2 separate regions of the Anas platyrhynchos genome follow, and region 2 is linked to region 1. A link is a contact called in public Hi-C data. All regions are on one chromosome and are shown on one strand. The core of a region is the stretch at or near the end of the contact, and the rest is flanking DNA. Distances in the headings are between cores, read along the strand shown.

Region 1 (7,037 bases), core at 186-2,685:
GGAAGATTAGAATTTTGAGGTTTCATTGCTTAGGTTCCTCAAGATGCTACTTTACATCAAGAAGATTTTTAATGGGAAATGAGCCTTTTTCCAGTTCTGTTTATTTTTTAGTTTCATATTTTTCTCTGCCACTCTTTTCATCCATTGTAATTCTTTTTCCTTTACTTTCCTCTTTTGCTATCAAATTCTTTCACTTGTATTGATCTCTTCCATCTCAAAACTCCAAATTTTGCTCTAATCCACATTTTTTTTTTCCCACAGTGCCTTTTTCTTGTGACATATTAAATTATTCTTCTGTGGAAAAGTCTAGACATATGCTGTCTGTCTGCTACAGAGCTCCTTTCCTACCCAGTATATCTCCCTGAGCTCTGTTATTTATTCTTATTCTCTGTTGGGTCATTTCACCTTTTACTTCTACTCTCCCTAAAGTCCATTCCAATTCATGTTTGAGGTCAGCTGTCTTTACTTCAGTGCTCGTTATAGGACCAGTATTAAATCTATCTTCCTTTCTTCCACTTCCTAAGAGGTCCAAATCTTCTTTGTTTTGTATGTGGCTCACTATCAATGCCTTAGTTAATTTGTCACTTTTTCTTTTAAAGGACTTGAAGGCATATGCAAAACTCGAAAGAGTAGTTAAGATTAGTTATCAGTAGTTGCTAATAGCTAACTTCTAACAGGATATTGTTGATTTGAGTCTCTTTGGGATGTGAGGAAGGTAGAAAGAGTGAGGATGACAGTATGTATGGAAACCTCTGTGTGTCTATTGTGGGATTCCACCAGTGCACACGCCACAAGGTGCAGTGCACCACAGAAGGTTTATTTATTTCCAAGATCATCCTTGAAATTTGAATAAGTTACTGTTTCCAGACAAGATGCTTTCAAATGGGAATATCCCAAAGCTAACCACTCAAATATTTTCTGTTCTTGTGGATGTTGCATGCAGGGTGTTTCAGCATTTGGAAAACGAAAGCATTCTTATCCATGTGATGTGGAAAAATATGACCTACAGACCTTATTTTTAGTTTTATCGTGGTCAACTCTATATGCAAACGAGGGACAAACTGGACGTAGTAAAATAGCCCTGAGGATGTCCTGAGGTGCCCTCAGGGCTCCTTCCCGTCAGGTTGGTACAGACTTGCTGTCTCCTGCTGCTCGGTGGTCTGCGGTGCCGACGGGGCACGAGCTCCCCACGGATTTTTTATTATTTTTTTTTCTGGGTGCCCAGAACAGGGCCGAGGATCAGGCAGAGCCGATCACCCTGCTGCTGCCGGTGAAGGTGCAGGAAGGAGATAGCGGGGAGCAGGTGTCGCCTGCGCCTCTCGCACCACCTTCCCTCCTTCCTTCCCCATTCCATTAGCCCACATTTCTCTTCCTGCCCAGCCCTCCGGCACTGCCTAATCTCATTTCCAGGGGCCGCTGCCAGCTCTGCAGCAGCTGCAGTTCCTTGGCCGCCGCTTTCGGCGAGGAGAGGCGGAGGCGGCGGCGGAGGCAGCAGCAGCAGCAGCAGCAGCACCTTTGACGTGCCCGTCCCCCACGTGACGGCCGCTCCACTGCGGGGCGGGCGCTGCGCTGCCGCCGCTCCGGCAGAGCAGAGAGAGAGAGAGAGAGGAGAGCCGCAGCCCCGGCTGTGTGTGCGTGCGTGAGTGTGTGCGTGTGAGCGTGTGTGTGTGTGTGTGCCCGCGTGTGATGAGCGAGCGCCGCCGCGTCCCCCCGCCCGCTGCCGGCTGACGCCGCCCGCGCGGGGCGCGCCCGGAGCCGCAGGAGTGACCTTGGCCCGCCAGGTGAGGCGAGCGCGGCCGCTGTCCGCGGTGCTGAGCGCGGGGCCGCCGCTGTCCGCGGTGCCGAGCGAGCTGCTGCTGCTGCTGCTGCTGCTGCTGCTCTCCGCGGGGCTGCCGCTGCCCGCGGTGCTGAGCCAGCACACGCCTCTCCCCGCTGTGCTGAACGCGCCGCCGCCGGGCTGCCGGCCATTTGCTGCGCCCGGGCGGCGGGGAGGGCTCCGGAGGGGGGTGCTTGGGGTAGGGCTCAGCACGCCGGGCTCCCCGCGGCCGCCGGCGCGGTCTGTAGATGGAGCACGTTCTCACACCTGCGTGCAAAGCCAGAGCGCTGGCTCGGTGCAGCTCCCGTGTGGCCGGGGGGGGGAGGGAGGGAGAGAGGGCAGGAGAGCGGGCTGGCGGCCGAGCCGGTGGTTTGTGGTGAAGTGCGAGGAAAGTAGGTGAAAGCAACCGGGAAGCTTGTTTGCCTTCTTTCGTATCCCACCCCCACCCCCAATACTCCCTGCAACCTGCTCCCCTCCCCCGGCACATTACATGGTGAATTGTGGAGAAGTTGAGAGTGGGTGGGTGGGTGGCTTTTTACGTGTTTGTGTGCTGTGAAAGTTGCTTTGACCCAAACGGTGAGGAGAGGGCAGCGCTGCACATGCAGTCATGGCCCCAGTCAGTGCCCCCTAAACTGTGGTCTTAGGTGCAGAACATCCCTCACTGAAGCTGTGTAGAGGAGGGAAGAGGGCTTTGAGAGGAGGCACCCACATGATATGGTGGCTGGTGGTGTGTCAGGGAGCTATTCGGAGTGACAATTCATTACAGGCTAAATTAGATTAACATATTACATTCATTACTTACAGGCAAAAGAGAGTAGTGACAGTAAAAGGTGAATTAACTGCTTTGCTTTGGTGTAAATATCTGTTGGAGTTAAGGACATCCACTGGTTCTGATAATGTGTTGGTAAAAATTCAGGTCCGTTAATCATCAAGAAAGGAAGGAGACCTGAGGCAGTGGCTTAACGAGACCACTTTTACCTTTTACAGCACAACAAAAGCAGATCAAATCTGTGGGACATGGCACAAGGAAATAATTACGGGCAAAGCAGCAATGGGGTGGCCGATGAATCCCCAAACATGCTGGTGTACAGAAAGGTAAGCTTTGCTTTTCAAAAGCTGAGGATGGTACTTCAGGAAATGGTGACGTCCTGAACTCTTTTGCCTAGCAAGTGAGGCCATCATTTTTACTGTTTCTCTACACTGTATTGAATAGAAGCTACTGCTGTGCTTTGCTGTGAATGAAGCAGAATGATTTCTGAACACAATCACCTGACATGGACTTGGACTCTTTTTTTTATCTGTTGACATTTATGCTGCCTAATGCAGATCAAATGGCATGTGAAAAGTAGATCCATATTCCAGGTACTGCTAGTGACTCTTATGTTACAAAGTGACTGGATTTGTTGTTTTGAATGGTAAAATACAAATACATGTGTCAGCTGTGCATCGTGTTCAGGATCAGTTGGTTTTGATTCGAAATACTTGATATATTTAATTCACTTTATGCATAGAAACATATGACATGTGCCAGAGACTGGAAGATGTTTTGACTTCAAGCGTTCACTTGTAAGACCTATTAGTAAAATGAATTCATATATTTTAAAGCAAAATATTAACTACATAATGTATTATTTTGTATTGCTCTCTCTGGGCAAAGATTCTTAAAGTGTAGGAAAGTCAGAACCATTAACTTATATGAGGAGAAAACTGATTAAAGATATTATTTATCTGCAATCATTAGAACTTAAAAACAAAAGAAACTTAAAACAAACAAACAAGCAAACAAAAAACACAACAAAACAAAAATACACTTCAGGGATTCTCTCTGGGAAGGATTTCTAATGTAATTATTCTAATAGCATTAATATACAAATTTCCAGACACTGAACTTCAGGAGTGGGGGTTATGTAGCCACTATGCTTCCATTTATGTGACAGTAGATGCTTGGGGATTTTGAAATGGTTGACACACTATTATTTTTTACTGTAAACTTGGCAATTGTGTTTATTTTGATAAATCTTTAATTGCATTTTTCAAGAGAGAATAGCAATTTCTAATAATAGAGAAAAAAAGATGCTCTTGCACACTGAAATACATAATTACATAACTACTTGTTTATTCCTAGAATGCAGTACTTTCTAGCTTGTTTGTTTTTATCAGGTGGAAAAATCAATATATTTTTTAGAGGCACTGACTTTTATTTTTGCAAGTTAACTGTAACAAAATACCCAATATAAACACAGTTTAGTCTTTGAGGAGAAATGAGGCATCAACAGTAAGTTATCTTTTCCCAGAAATTATAAAATAGTCTTAAAATTAAGATGGATACATGGCTTATTTTTCTTTCCTATTTTAAAATACATTTCTTATTTCAGTGGGTTCTGGTGGTATTTGCTCTGTTGAAAAATTATATTTTTTTCAAAAGTGAATGAATTTATGAATTTAACCTTCATTATATGTCTATGTAAAATTGCACATCTAGAAAAATACAGGGTTACCTTAAAACTGACATCACAAGTGTGTTTCAAAATGAAATCGTGTGCATGAATTTATATGTAAAGATGTTCTGCATATATTAAAAGCAACGTACCAAAACTTATATTATATTACAAGCCTTCATAGGGTTTTGATCTTTCTAGACAGAATTTTTCCATATTTGTACTCTATGCTGAGAAACAAGTCTTTTCTCTGCTTACTTAGTACACAGAGGAGAAAAATAGAGAAACTGTCTTTTCCTGTGGTGTCTTTGTCTCAGCAGCTGTCCAAGCTTGTGATCTATTATATTTAGTGTTACCTCATGCCAGAATTTAATGTTGCCCCAGAGCAGCCTCCAGATTCAAAGGAAACTTCTGAAGCAGGTGACAAGAATCCTGGTAATGCAGGGAAAATTTGAAAATGGGGAGTGGGAATAGGACATAAAACCTTGGTTACATGTTCAGCATCAAATACATTTTCAGTTCTCTGTAATCAGATGTATGGGGATGGTATCAATTTGTCTTCTAGTATAGCAATGGTCCTTCTCTTGTTATCATTAAAATGCAAGTGGTGCACCAAGTATTAAACTTCCCAAACCTTCCCAAATCTTCTACAGTATTACGTGCCATATCTATTTTTATAGATCTCAACTTATTTTTGTAGCATACTGAATCAAAAGAGTCATTTAAAGTTTTTAGAGTAGAAAGAAAACTTAGAGTAGTCTCCCCTTTGGCAATATGCAAGGAATAGGTGACAAAATAATAGATAACTTTAAAAAAAAATCCCCTACCTTTTTCTACAGTAAGTTATTGGTTGTAGTCAAATGTGTTATAATTTCTGTGTCTAGAACATAAGAGAAGGATAGTTAAGTAGAAATTGTTTCATTTCAGAATATATTGTCTCTGAATATCATTCTTTAATAGCAACAACTAAATCACAGGATTCCTTGTAATACATTTGAAAACACAATACTTCTGTCTGTCATTGTGTTGGAAATGAAAGCGTTGTGCAGAGTGAACAAAGAACTTGATCTGCCAGCTTCGTGAAGGACTGTTTTTTGGCCAACTGAAAAAAATATTAATAGTTGTTAGGGAAAAAAAATATATTAAAAGTGCAAGGCTTCAGAAGGAAAATGAATTTGAAGTCTTGTAATTTGAATAACACTGCAATTTTTCTTTTAATTTTTATTTTTTTCAGTAGTTTATACAATGCCAACACATGGAGTAGCATACATTTTCTAATATATGTGCCTGCAAGGAATAGGTGGGACACTTTTCTTGTGATAATAAGAACTAAAATTTGGCCATGCTATGTGAAGAGAATGGCTATAAAAATATAATTATGTAAACTGATGATTCTTGCTAGTCTGTCTAACTTCCAGACAATCTGAACTAAGTATATTCTAAACTATGAGGCCCTGGGTTTCCTAAATCCTGATTATGTCAGGAGCATTTTGCAGGAAATAGAAAGAGCGTTCTTTAGAGAATGAAGTTCTGGTGTTTACAAATTGAGTATTATTGCACTTTAAGTTGTGAACTCTTGACATGGAAGTTTTTCCTTTCTTTTTTTTTTTTTTTTTTTTTTTTTAAATCTTGTGATTTTTTAAAATCTGGTTTGTGATTAGTTACTCATCTGAGGGATTGAAGAAAGATTATCAAAATGCAGTATAAAGCATATTTCTCTTATAGTAGCTTGTATTCAAAAAAAAGAAGTTTTATTGCATTTTGCTTTCAGATATGAAATACTTGGGAAACAAATGAACAAACTGTAGGATATTTTACTTCAATATTCCATGCATGCATAATTCTAAAATGACTTATTTGAATCTATGATGGAAAAGGCAGTAACATGAATGAATAGTTCCTTATATCATTTTTATTCTGCCTCTTAAGATGCTTATGTGTCAGTGGTTTTATGCCTTGGGGAATACTTTCTATTTTAATAGAACGTCAGTTGCATTATTCTTTTTGGCTATCAGCCTAATTATAAAGTAATGACATGTGACACATCATTGGTACTGACATACCTTGGAAAAAGTCCTGAATTTTTCTGCCAGTAGCCTTAGGCAAACATGGAAAATGTAAAATAAATAAATAAATAAATAAATAATAAAAAATAAAAAAATTCCTGCTTTTACTTCCTCTCCAACAGAGTTCATATCAGTCAGCAATTAAAAGACATAAGACATTATGAGCTAAAGGTAAGGTTTCTAAAGAAATCTTGGATTTCTAAAGAAATCTTGGGTTTCTAAAGAAATCTTGGGTTTCTTTAACACTAGTTTATTGCTAGAAGTTAGGTCTTAAAGAAGATGCTTGAGATGTAATATGTGGTCTATGTATTGTGCAGTTTCAGAGCCTAACTTAGCCTGTTTTATCTGGTGTGTGGCACAAATGATTCAAAAAGAAAGAGTTGTCTTTGAAGAACTTCCGTTTTAGACCTCCTGCTGGTCCTACCGAACCTTTGTTTATCTTTCTGGTCTGTTCTTTGTTTACTTTTTTAGTCAAACATATGCTGCAAGGATTAGAAGTTTAATGGTTATTGTATTGCTGTCTGAACTAGCTTCGTTTGAGAGATGATGGTCTTATTTTGTAACAGTAAGATTAGCCTTGTCTGAATAGTAATATTCTTGTGACTGAGGCTTTGATTTTCCATATTCCTCACTGCCCCAAATGTTAAAATAGCTTTTTCCAAAGCTGATTAGAATTGCTAACAGTTGAGGCTTTCAGTGCTGTAATAATGTGAGTGA
Region 2 (6,680 bases), core at 3,201-5,700, 83 kb before region 1:
ATTAAATTTATTTTATTTATATTAATGTGTTCTCTGTGAAATATTATTTTTCTATTGAGAGGGAGTTGGTTTGACATCACTACCTCTTGGAGATGGCTTGAAAGGGTATCATTAGGAACTGAGAAAACAATAATATTTCAAGATTGCAATTGAATATTTTTTTTTCCCCCTCTGGTAGAAAAACCACAGGGTGAATTTAGTGTAAAGAGAAACTGTCTATTGTTCAGATTTCTGAAGGTAAAATTTAAGTAATTAAGAATAACAGTATATGTATTTTTAAAACAATTTATGTAAGACACATTTACTGCTACAATACACAGAACAATTACAATTAGATAACAACACAGGAAAACTAAACAATAAAAACGATTGTAAATTTGTTATTTTTTGCTATTTCATGTAAATGGGTGGCCTAAAATGAATCAATTTGTAAACCATTTAGAGTGACAGTCGCAGCTCTGTAAAGCACCACTAGATGTGTAAATGTGGTTACGTGTAGTTAATTAACATGCTGCAGTCTCATTTGCTCATCTTTTAACTGCAACACTGATGCAAAACTCACACCCTGCTATAGAACTTAAGTATTGTAATGTACAGTTATGAGAGTATCACCAGGTTATTTACAGATCTGTTATTGTTTTTTAATTTTAAGTCTCTTTGTCTTCTGTTCTGAGGATGAACAATAACTGGCTAGTTTATTCCAATGGAGATGCAGAGACTTATGTGGGTCCTTTCTCTCCCATTACAGGGAATGGAAGAGGAAGATGCTTAGGATTCACACTTGGACCATTCACTGTTCGTAAAGTAACAAATTCAGAAAGAGTAAAAAAGAGGAAAGAAAGAGGAAAATAAAGGAGAAATCATGAAGGGCAAAAGAATGAGAAGAGATGAGAAGGGCACACAATTAACAGAAGTTTTAAATAAACTAGTTTAAGAATTTTAATGATCCCATCATACAAAGGGAAGCAGCAGGTGTGGTGAGTACCATGATAGCCTCAGAGTCAATTCATTTCTTTTAACAAAGTTTCATTGAAACTATAGGATGCATAATGCAGATCTGCTCTGCAGCCTTATAACCATCCTTTTTTAGCTCCCAGAATGAGCTAGATTTATGCTGAATGTAACTGACTTCATGCAGAAAAGTTGGGTTTTATAGTACTGAGACATTATCTTTTATCACAGTGATTAAGTCAGTCAGGAAATCAGTATTCACAAGCATTATCTTTTGTACTCCCATTCTTTGCATAACACCAGTAGCAGAGGATGCCATTTTCTGCTAAAGTACTGCAGCAATAGCTGAATGAAATGGATATTCAAGTATAGTATTGTTAAAGGCTGTTTTTTTTCTGGATGGTTTAGCACGATATATTTATCCTTAGCTTATATCAACAGCCTTCAGCTCAAGAACAAAAATCAACTATATAATATTCAGACATAAAGGATAAAAAAAAAAAATCTAGTGCTGGTGGCAAAAGATTTCACAAATTGATATTTGACCCATATATAAACAGCTCAGTATGAAAGTATCTGCTAGGTATTTAAGTATCTCTTTCAAGGAGTAAAAGACACCTGCAGAAGCTCAATGGGTGCTGCAACCTGCATTTCTGGAGAGTACCAAGGCAAGATGTAACAAAAAAAGTGTGATGTTTTTGGAGACAAAGAATTGGGAAATCCAGTTTGGGAAGATTGGGCAGAGAATGGATAGGAACGTAAAACTGGCTTTGCAGCTGCGGGGGCCCAGCCAGCACTGGAAAGTGCTGATGCCTCTGTCTTCTGTGATACAAACATCCACTAATTTCATCAACATTAGTATCCATTGCTGCTGATGTGCTTTGGAAAGCCTCTTCTATAAAATCTAAAGACAGTAAATCTAGGTATTAGGTGAAAATAATTTGGAAAATCAAGAATCAAAGATCTGTGAAGTTATTTTGAGGAGATACTACAGGCTGGAAGCCTGGAAAACAATCAGCAAGTCTTTGTCTTTTCAGACCTCAGTGAATAAAAGTGGCAATGGATGAGGCAATAAATACTATAGAACTTATTACATGACTTTTTTTTGGGCAGAAAATTTTGAAAACAAAAGTGTTTATACTAGAAAAGCAAAACATCTTAATGGAAAAGGTTTGATACCAAAAGCATAGACAAGCAAAAAATGTGGAGGCCTAAAAGATGTGCATGGAAGAACACCAAAGGATGCAGATGTGTTTCTGAGCAGCAAAAATCTATGTAGCGGCTTCAAACCAGAAAACAAGGGAGAGGGAGGGCTTGGGCAAAACAATTTATGTTATTGGTATTACACAGCAGTAATGTGAACTATACTGAGAAGTAATGTCTGTTTTACCACAGTTATTATTTCTTGACTCTTGTAAAGGAAATGGGGAACAGGGGGTGAAGCTGGAACAGTCCCAGAGGGTGTGGATGAATGTTCTTGCTGCTACTAAGGTTGGTGATAGCTTCTGAGTTGGACTGGTACTTTCATGCGCCCCAGTCCCTCCTTCCATGACAGCAATGGCAGGATCAAAAGCAGAAGGGAGACTCAGCTCTTTGAACTGCAGCACCTGATCTTCCTTTCTTCTTGGCACAGGCAATCTGTGCAGCCTTTTAGTCCCAGCTGCCTCACACCCACGGCCTCTTTGCTGCTGTTCTGACCTGGCTCTGCGTATAATTTATCCACCTAATGCTGAACATTATGAATGCCTTTCTCTCTCTCTGCCTCTTTAACAGATTAGTATTGAAGATTTACTTGCAAGGAATTAAAGCCGAAGAGGAAATTAAATTGATTTTCACTACAAATTAGAATGCAGGTTATCAGCTGTAGGCTCAGCATCAAACACTTCTGGACCTGGCTCTTTTACAGTTGGTTCATTGCGTTTTCGACAGTGTTTGTTCTCCCTCTTGTGGTTAAATCAGCACTTCCTAATAGAACAAAGAGCCTGGCTGCCTATTTTCATTACACATTACGTTGCTGGAGCAGTATGTCTAAATCCACTTTTTGCCTTGATGAAACTTTCTCCAGCTGAAAGTAGAATTCCATCTTGTACTTTGTAAAGTAGCTTGACGTCTGCTCTGAGGAAGAGCTGTTAGCCATGTTAGGCTTACCGTGCTTTCTTTATAGAGAGGTGATTGAGACTGAGGCCAGAATATGGAGCAGACTTGGAATTTTGTCTCTGTTATGAATGGATCTTAGATAAAAAATGAGAAAATACTCTTTGTCTTTACATGTCATGCTGTCTTCAAGATTTATCTAATTACCTAGTACCAGTTGAAACTCAATACAGTGTGCCTCTGATTTGGTTTGCTGTGCTGGTGTGAGTGGTGTAGTGAGCACATGGGCAAGGCCACAACTGATATCTTGAATTGTGTCAGTTTTTTTTCTATTTTTATTTTATTTTATTTTATTTTATTTTATTTTATTTTATTTTATTTTATTTTATTTTATTTTATTTTATTTTATTTTATTTTATTTTATTTGTGCTAAATATACAATAAATACATTGCCTGGAATGTAAAATTTATTTTATCACAGTTTTAGTAACGTTTGTCTATGAGTTGGGTCTGAGGAAAGCTTAAATATGTTTCATGAGCTGTTGAATGTGAGTTCTAATTTTCTTCCTTGAGGTAAAATATAGAATAAGTTTTTGTCCACTTCTGAACCTTCTGTCATTACTAAGCTTCTGTGATCTTTTGGATAGATAGTACAGCATCTACATATATGACACATAACACAAGTCTAAACCTCCATTTCACATGCCATCTTCTATTAATTATGATCACTCATTTGTAGGGAGTTGTAAAATAAATGATTTTTGAACCCCTCAGAAAACAACGAAGCTGTATAAATCATGGAAATACGTATGGGTTTCAGTCACATGAAAAGTTTTTAAATGAGAGGATAGTAGGACAGGAGAAGGCAAAGAAGGTGTAGCGTGTAGGAAGGCATTCTTTTTATACACATTGGAGCACCGTCTGATGTTTCTTCTAATGTGAGGATAAGATGGCAGCCATATGCCTAGTACACATTTAGGATGTTTGAGTGTATAAAGCATATAAAGATGGTCACTAAATAAATAGTTCAATTTATGTAGCTATTTATTGCTGTACAAAAAATAGTCTACCTCATGAATATTAGATGTAGTTAAAATTTTAAATAAAAGCTTAGATATAGCTGTCTTCCTCCTGCCCTGAAGCTACTTCTATTACAGTTAATGGCATGTCTGGTTTCCGGGGAATTGCTATGAGATGGACTGACAGTGGGGAACATTTGCTTCACTAACTGTATTGAAACAGCTTATTGGTTTCTATTGTTGGAATAATGTGTGATAGAATAATAATCATATTTACTTTGAGCTTTCTCTAACTACATTTTATATGTCCAGCTCAGACTACTGTTGTAAAAGCCACTCAGCTTTTAAAAGGAATTTGGGAGAACATACGCTGCCAATTTCCAAGGTGAAATGAGAAATCAGTGATTAGAAATAGACACGTTGCTGCTTGAAGCGGACAGAATGTTTCCCAAGAACAGTGTGTCCCAGGCCTTACCTTTCAAACATCATCTCCTAATAACTGGTCCTTGAGACGTTACAAAGAGGCATATAAATAATCAAGTCTTTCTCGGAAAGACAAAGAATGACAAAAGAAAATATGTTCTAAATTGGCAAATAAAGGAGAAGTTGGTAACTCTGTCTTCCTTTCTTCTTCCTTTCTTTATATACTCATTTATTCTTTGAATTTAAACTAACAAGGCATTGCTTTTTTTTTTTTTTTTTTTTCTTCTGATTGAAGGACCTTCTATGTTCCTATTTTTCTATTTGTCAGCCAGTTGCAACATTATTTCACTGTCTGCATTCTTTTCTAACAGAAAGCCTCAAATATGTAGGGTCTGGTGAGTAAAGAGGGAATTACAACATACTTGGTATCTCCACCTTATTACAAGGAGGAATGCAAAGATAGCATCAACTTGGCACTGTGGAAGGGGACTAAAGGGGAAGGGGACTAAACTGACATATGCAGAAATTTTAAGAGGATGGTGTAAAGTGAGACAGCACTGGCAATTACTTTAACGTGTCCATGTAGCTTGAGAAGTGCATTGATTACGTACAAGTCCGTTTTTATCTGAATAATGTTTCACCCTGCAGAGGGAGCCATTGGGTTATCAAGCCAAGCATAACTATGGTATTTTTATCTCTGGAGTTTGACTTGTTTCTGTGTTCTTGGCAGATTTTTCCCCCTTTATATATACATATATAGGGGCATATATATGAGGGGGAATAAAGGAGAAAAATATTTATATATTTACACACATACATTATATATATGTATAAAGACATATACTATTAGTATCTGAATGAATATTTATGGATTTAGTTTTCTTCAGGCTTTGCTATGTTTTGGACAAGTTCTTCTTAAACTATTCTTCCTAGGGGTAACAATTACATGCTTAATGCTTTCTCTTCAAATGATACAAGATAGGAATAAAAGTCCATCCTGTTCTAGAGTGGCAAGGGCAATGCTTAAGTTATATAAAATGCAGAAGATCTCACAAGGGTACAAGTTGTCTTAACATAATATCTGTGTATACAGCACTCTGTGCAAATAGGAGCAGTGTTCTGCCATGACAGAGAAAAGGAGGAATGAGGTGCTTTCATGGGAAAGAAGATGCTGACCACCAGGGACAGTCTAGTGTAACATGCACAGGGAAGAGCAGGGAATTACTGAACAGACTTTTATTATTTGCTATTTTTAATTTTAATTATATTGTACCCCAGCTTGCTAGACTTCCCCAAAACTGTAAGGCTGCTATCCTGGATGTTCTTTGCTGGTCTGCTGGGGTGACAAAAGCCTATTCTAAAAGATCTTTAAATGCAAACAGAGCTTCAAGACATATTTCTATGCTAGAGAGTCATGCTACTTGTAAGTGAATGTGCTACCTCTTACTGTCAGAAATTCTCTGTTCAGATAGGGTAGTTACTTTGCTTTCTTCTTGAGTAAATGTACCACCAAATTAGGAACTCCACTTATTTCAGAGCAGTACAAGTCCGAAGAAGATAAGTAATTCTCACCAGGCCATGTAAGTCCACTACCTAGTGTCCATGATGGTTTTCCATTGATTTTGGAGCCACTTTCCCAAAGATAATTTGCTTAAAATTAAGGACAATATTTTCTCAAGCTGGAGAATATACATCAAAGTTCTGGAAAATATGCTAGGTGGGAGAAAGTATCAGTGGGATGGGGAGGCCAGGAAGTGGGTGCTGCAAACTGCTCTCTCTATTATCCTCTCATCCTGCAAAACACATGCTTTTCCTGCCTCCCACTTTTCCTCTGGGTCACTTTGTGTCCAAGTTAAGATGAATAACTCTTAAAGGCAGAGTAAACCCTTTGCTACATCCCTAATGGATTCAGTGTAGAACATGCTTCTTTTACTGTACTTCAGTTTGCTTGTAAACATGGACATCTTTCACGGTAATTTCATTTTTCTGTAAAACTTGGTGCAAGCTCTTATTTTGGATTTTGGCTTTATTTTTTTCCCAAGTCCTCATATGTCTTTGTAGCTTAGTCATCTCTGCTACCGTGAATGGCCTTGGACAAGATATGGTCAAGCAAGATTAGTCTGTTGTCTTGGGTGTTTTCATATGAGTCTATTAATGATATTGCTTCCCACTGCATATGTGGAAGTCCTGAAG

The links. Hi-C and Micro-C count contacts between places; a contact is called where the count stands out from the background.
Region 2: a contact with region 1 is called in a Hi-C map of F1 follicle, with 3 times the contacts expected there. The contact joins the enhancer-like site here to the promoter of RGS7 in region 1. A contact is called at or near these places in 4 of 8 Hi-C or Micro-C datasets (F1 follicle, F5 follicle, liver and 1 more).

Annotation. Positions count from the first base shown.
Region 1 is chr3:29,536,534-29,543,570 of IASCAAS_PekinDuck_T2T, reverse strand. RGS7 (regulator of G protein signaling 7) reads left to right here and starts at 1,435. Exons shown (of 17, transcript XM_027453802.3): 1 at 1,435-1,781; 2 at 2,804-2,911. The coding sequence starts at 2,834.
Region 2 is chr3:29,622,546-29,629,225 of IASCAAS_PekinDuck_T2T, reverse strand. OPN3 (opsin 3) reads left to right here. Exons shown (of 5, transcript XR_003496180.3): 5 at 749-937. Among named protein-coding and RNA genes, the nearest start is that of OPN3, 27 kb to the left of the region's middle. Within about 2 kb of position 4,450, at least 1 of the 8 cell types and tissues checked has an H3K27ac peak or open chromatin away from gene starts, as enhancers often do. A contact at or near this core is called in F1 follicle, where this site is marked.